Regions from separate parts of the Gossypium hirsutum genome. Here region 1 is linked to region 2. The links are chromatin contacts, called in public Hi-C maps. All regions are on one chromosome and are shown on one strand. The core of a region is the stretch at or near the end of the contact, and the rest is flanking DNA. Distances in the headings are between cores, read along the strand shown. Region 1 holds the start of LOC107915526 (small subunit processome component 20 homolog). Region 2 holds the start of LOC107915113 (splicing regulatory glutamine/lysine-rich protein 1).

Region 1 (3,310 bases), core at 362-2,861, 150 kb after region 2:
GGGGTTATACAATTTTAGGTGTTAGTTTTAAATATCCTATCAATGAATATTCCCTATATTTGAGCATTTATTGCAAAAGCATCTTCAACTTGATCTTTATTTGAGAAACTTTACTTTTAATGATTAGACCACTTGAAAGATTGATGCCTTAATTCCTTTGAGATCTAGAGGCTGTATCACAAATAATAGAAGGCAACATTTGATATTAAGCTTGTCATTATAAAAAGTACTGTTGTGGTTAAAATGCAAAGGATTACCTACTTAAGAGGTTGCATTCATCAGTTTTCTACTTCTTCAGGGCCTTGTCCTTACTTTTGTAATAAAAAAATTGATATGTTTTTTTTCATAGAAACAATTTTTAGTCCTTTTCTACTTGCATCAAAATTTAATTGACTTATGATATTAACTTAATAAATAACTTAAACATGATTTTGATTATGTCACTCACATAAATGAATAATAAAAATTATGTAAAGAATATATTTATTGTAAGAAATAAATAAAAAGGCTTAAGGGTGTAAAAAACTGTTAAATTTTTTCAAAAAAAAGTAATTAAACTACTATTTTTTTGCGCTCAATTGTGTACTTGAACTTTGAAAATGTATCAAAAAATATTCTCAAATTGTTTAAAAAACAAATGGGTACTTAAATTGCTAAAATACATCAAAAAGGCCGTTTGACCGTTAAATTTAACCTCCCCTAATTTTTTCAATTAAAATTACCACGTGTCGCAACCACGACATGACATATGACAAAAAATGGTAAAAATAAAAATAAAAATCAATAAAAGTTATAAAAATTATTAAATTTTAAAATATATAAAAAACATTTAAAATTTATTAAAAATTAGAAAAAAGTATAAAAAATCATAAAAAAATCATAAAATATATAGAAATATAGAAAAAATTATAAAATTTATAAAGTCGTAAGAAAATTACAAAAAATGTAAAGAAATATAAAATTTATAAAAAAATTATAAAGATTATAGTACCAAAAGAAGTATTTTATAATTTTTTATGACTTTTATTGATTTTTATTTTTATTATTTTTCGCCACATGTCATGTTGTGTTACGGTACGTGATTGCTTTAATTGTAAAAAGTTGAGGGTGGTTAACTTTAACAGACAACAGTTAAAGTTAAATGATTAAAGAGCCTTTTTGATACATTTTATATTTTTTAATAAAATTTAAATAACTTTTATTAAAATTTAATAATTTTTATAATTTTTATATTTTTTTTGCCACATATCATATTATGATTGTGACACAAATGGCTTGAAAAAAATTAAAGACAATTAAGGGTCAATTTTTAAAATTTAAGTTCAAAATATTTTTTTGATGCATATTGAGAATTTAAAATACTCAATTGAGTGGTAAAAAAGTGAAGACCTAGTTACTGTATTTGGAAAAGTTTAAAAATATTTTTTTTTTTATTTTTAAAATTTAACTATCCAATTGATTGAGTGTAATTTTTAAAGAAAGTTTGAATAGAAATGTGTTTAAAGTTTGAAAGAGATGTTATTGATTTCATATAAAAACAGTGTAAGTTATATAGGTTGAGATAATAATTTAAATCTGTTTTAATAAATTCAATTTATGAAGAAAATAGGCGGAACATTACTTTAAAAAACTGGCGCTGGTTCGTGACTAGGTTTTCTGAGACTCGAAGAAGCGGCGGCCTCGTTTGCTCAAAAGAAAGAAAATAAACAGAGGAGAGGACAGTTCTGTTAAACCCTTGTAAAACCCTGCAAAGACGAACAGCACAACAGCACAAGTTCTAATTTTTCTCTGGAAAACCCTTGATTATCTTATTCAGACAAAGAAACCAACATCTTTTTTTTTCTTTTCCATTTGTATCTTCAATGGCAACACCCTCGCATGCTCAAGCTGTCAAGTCGCTCAATAAATCTGAGGGTCGTAGGCGCTTTGTTGTATGATCTTTAATCTCTTTCTCTTTCCCTTTTTTTTCCCTTTCAGTTCCTTTTCGAACTCTTACTTTGTTTCTTTCTTTATGTTAATTGCAGTTCAAGACTTTCTCTCAGAGAATAGATGATATTGATATTAATGTATTTAGAAGCCTAGAAAAAATCAAGTCAGAGCCCTCTCAAGGTTCAACTTTCCTTTGTGATTGCCTTATCGAGTGGAGGGTATTTGTTTAATTTCATAAACTTTTTTTTTTCTTTTTAACTTCTTTACCTTGTTAAAACCCTTTTTTTTATATATATATTTTAAGAATTGAATTCAATTAGCTACTTCATTGCTTTTTTGGGAGCCTTCTTGGATTATCACTTCCGAAACAGTGGAAATTGGCTCTTTAACACGGTCTATTACAATTTTATTTTAGGCGGTCTTTAATTTTTCTTTGCTTTCATTGTTCTTCATTTTTTTTTTGTATTTAATGCAGGAATTGAATACAGCAGAGGATTTCATTTCATTTTATGTGGAAACGATGCCTCTTGTACAGACCTTACCCTCGGTACTCTTGCACAAGGACTTGATATTTGATAAACTTATATCCCGCTTACAAATGAAAGCGAGATTATCTCTCGAGCCTATACTCAGGTGTGCAAGTTTAATGTTTGATTAAGTTTTATCCTTTGGTTTGCTATAAGCTTGGTTGCGGTTTTTTGTAATGTTTCCTTCAAATAAAATGGCTGACAAATCAGTTGTGTGTTGGAAGAGATAAATAGCCATAAAATCTTTTCTGTAATCTCATCAAATTAACTCTCTAAATTTTATTAGTGCAACAGTACTGTAGAGAATATTGATCTAGCATAAAAAAAGGACTGCCTCAGTGGCAAAGTTTGCCGATAACATGTTATATCCTGTCTTAAACAAAAAAAAATAGAATAAGCTCATATTGCTGTGAAAATTTATGGCATCTGCTTGATGGTTCAATAATTACTTGAGTTCAATAATTACTTGAGTTTTGGGTTGCCTTGCAACAGCTTTCACTTCCACTTCTTTTTAGTTGAGTTCGTCTGCTGGTGTATCTAGTGTTGTTTAGTTGTGCCTGTACCAGACAATAAAAACATCTTAGACTCGTTTGAGCAAGTTGCATTTGACAAGGCACACATCTGGTGTGCCTTGTTCTTTTTGTAAGGCGATACACGCTAAAATAGCTTGCCTGACTGAATTTCTCTTTAGTATCATTTATTTGCTTTTTTTTCTTCATCGACTGTACTCTACTAGTAAGAGAGGGGTAATAGGGACTTTTTTCTTCTCAGTGTCCGAGTATTCAACAACAGATATTGAACCACATGAAAATCATGCATATTGGCCCTTAAATTGATGTATCTTTAGCTTATTT
Region 2 (3,437 bases), core at 29-2,528:
TTTTGATCAAGAATTCTAGCTCCAAAGTTATGTTAACCCAAACGGTTTTCTTAGAAACAAAAATGGTCCAGTACAATCTGACCTTCTATGGTGTCTTCCCGGACAATAAGGAATCATCACCTCCTCCCTCCAATAATAATCCAATACCAAAACCATCCCCCAATTGAGATCAAACACATAAAAATACTGAAAACTCTAACACACTTTTGTCTAAAACAGGTAAAAATATTCAAGCTTGTCTAATCACTGTATACACAATTCCATAAGAAAGCAATCTTCTTCCATGCCCAAAAGCCTAGCAATCACCATTTTTCTTAAGCAATCTGTTCAAAAACCAAAGTTTGAGGCAAATAACTCTTCAATCCGACAAACCAAATACTGGAGCTTGAGCCCATTTCTACTCTGATCGGAACCCTAATCAGTTCCCAATTTAGGAAATTTCCCCAATCTGTCGATCCGCATGAAAACCCTAAAAAAGAAAACCCATGAAACAAAAACTTCTACTGAGTAAAAAATTAAGTACCCATTAAGAAGCAAAAATCATGGAAACCCAAATTTTATCCAACAACGATTAAACAAAAAGAAATCTCGAAAAAACAAGAAAATTTATAAAAAAGGAAACACTTTTGCTCCGAGAACCTTAGGGTAAATGGGTATCGATCAAAAAGCGAAAAGGAAAGATTTGATTCAAAACGTAAATTCTGTTTTGTTTGTTTTTTTTTCAGAAAAGGAGAGAAAAACCAACTTTTGAAAAACAAAAAACAACATTGAAATACTGAAGATAAATGGGAAGATTAATAATTACCTTGCCCGCAACAAAGTGGGCATTGTAGAAAGGAAGAATAAATAGATCCTTGTTGGTTTGTTTGTTTGTTTGTCAGATTAATAAAAGATTAGATTATAGAAATATAGAGTTAAAAGGAAATAGATAGATAGAAAGAAGAAGTAAGCAAAGTTTTATATCAGTTTCAATCTTGTTTTGCAGTCATATGATTAATATTGTTTTAGGTTTTTTGAAGGGGTCTGGGTATATTTAAGAAAGATATGGATGGAAAGACCAAAAGAGAGAGAGTGAGAAAAGCTTGTTTTGCAACAACAAGGGCCTTACTATGATTTCGTTCGGAAGTTACACGCGAGAGAGAGAGAAAATATATATACATAAAATGAGAAAAGAAAATTAAAAACCAAACAAAGAGAAGGGAAGGGAAGGGAAGGGAAGGGAAGGGGAAAAAAAAGAGAAAAGAAAAAGATATAGAGTTAGAGGCCGATAAAAGGCCCAAATCGATTGTTAGACGCTTACAAGTTAAAGATTACATTAGATTACACTCGCTTAGAATACTACCGTTTAGTTTGTATTGATTGAGTATGATGATAAATATAATTTTTTTTAAAAAATAAAAATTATATTTATGTTTATCAGGTGAAGTTTTAAGAGATTTTTATAGTATAAAGGTATTAACTTGATTGATGCAATATAAATTTAATGATCAATTAAATTCAAAAAAATTAAGTATTACAAATAAATAAATTTAAGAAACAAATTATATATTATCACTTTCTAATCATAAATTATAAAATAAATATAAGATGTAAAAATTAAAAAAAAAAAAAACCTGTGTGTTGTACCTAATATGGTGTACTCTTTTATGGGAAAGATTTCATCTCACCATCAATGATAGTAGATACTGCAAATGAGATTTATTCATTTTGGATTTGCGTTTTTTTTTATTATTATTAATTTAGATATTTTAAGCAGTGAATTTGGAATATATTGATTTTTATTTTTATGTTTGAATTTATTTCTTGAATCTTTTATTATTATAAATAATGGGTTCGAATTTGGATATTTGATTTTATTTTTATGTCTAACTTATTTACTTGTTAAGTTGGAATATTTGAGGATAATATTGTTGAATCTAAATTTGGATTTGAGATTGTAATACTAAGTCTAGTCACTTTTTTTTTTTAATGGAGGTGGAATGTAGAGTGGATGGTTTCAGTAATCATTAACTTTCTTTTAAATTACTATTTTACTTTTAATACAATATCCATCAGTATATTAAAATTATAAGAAGAAATTATACATGCCTCTAAATCTACATAAAAAGATATTTTTTTGGTAAATTACAATATTTTTTTAGTAAATTACAATAATAAGGTAAAGTTTAAATAATCACGCAATTAACACGACTCAAACCTAGGTCACATTTAGGGTAGTGAATATTTTTAACTATCAAATCATCATATGAAATTCATAAAAGTGTAACTTTTGCACTTAAAATTTAAAGTAATTTTTTTTGTTTTAAAAAGTAAAATTTTGATATCAATTATAATTTATGATTTAATTAATCTCAACAATAATAATTTATAGTTAATGGCACTCATCAATTGAATCCAGATCTATTTGTAAAATTAAAAAAAATATATACTATGAGGATATATCTATCATTTTATATTTTAGGTAAAATCTAAAAAAATATACAACATGTTTGATTTATACTTAAAACACAATTTTTAATATATTAACTTTATCATTTCAACCTATACTCTATTTATTTGTTACATTAAATTTTAATAAGTATTTATTATATAAATATTATTCACTTACATAGTGTATATGTTATAATCTAATAACAATAATCTCATCAAGTGAATAAATTAATATAATGTTTTACATAATGTCATTACTTTGCAATATATTTTTTCAATTCACTTAAGTATTATTGACTTAAAAAAAATAATTACATATTTAAAGAATTTTTTAATAATATTTAAATAATTATTGCGTTAATGAAATATTATATTGTTGATATGAAATTCAATTGAGATAAAAGATAGTTCATATTATAGTTGAGAGTCATTGTTAATATATAAATGGGGAGATTAGGGGATGTGATTTTTTGAAACTTTTCTTGTTATTGATGGAGGAAGTTTAATCAGAGCCTCGTCAAATGAATACGTATTAAATAAAGATTCATGAAGACCTTAAATAAGGTGTAATTAAATATGATAAAATGATTATATTCTAACCTAATAAGTTGGTGTTGGAATCAAAGGATCTTACTAATTTAACATGAGCCTTAAAAATAATTTTTTAGGATTTGGAAGAGCCTCTTTGCTTGAGTAATTATCTTGGAAAATCTCTTTTAGTGAGGGCGAAGTTTTCTCAAATGATTTATGAAGAATAGGTGGTTTGAATCAACATATATTTTGTTGTATAGTTTATATAAATAATAATAATTGTAAACTACACTTATAATCATTCTAAAATAGAATCTATCTTATTTTGGTCACTTTAATTTTTTTCAATTTAATCACTCTAAATAAGATAACAGTGAGAATTAATCATTGTTGTTAAATTTCTGTTTTCTTTTAACAGATTGCTAATGTGGCATATTGGCACATTGAGTGATTGTCACGTGGCATTTTTTATTGAC

Evidence for each region. A called contact is a pair of places that touch in the nucleus more often than the background predicts.
Region 1: a Hi-C map of seedling shows a contact between it and region 2, with 2.0 times the contacts expected there. The contact joins the promoter of LOC107915526 here to the promoter of LOC107915113 in region 2. A contact is called at or near these places in 6 of 34 Hi-C or Micro-C datasets (callus, fibers, hypocotyl and 2 more).

What each region holds. Positions count from the first base shown.
Region 1 is chrA10:72,232,830-72,236,139 of Gossypium_hirsutum_v2.1, forward strand. LOC107915526 (small subunit processome component 20 homolog) reads left to right here and starts at 1,612. Exons shown (of 31, transcript XM_041079170.1): 1 at 1,612-1,931; 2 at 2,025-2,147; 3 at 2,405-2,562. The coding sequence starts at 1,863.
Region 2 is chrA10:72,085,700-72,089,136 of Gossypium_hirsutum_v2.1, forward strand. LOC107915113 (splicing regulatory glutamine/lysine-rich protein 1) reads right to left here and starts at 1,279. Exons shown (of 4, transcript XM_016844255.2): 1 at 806-1,279; 2 at 1-469.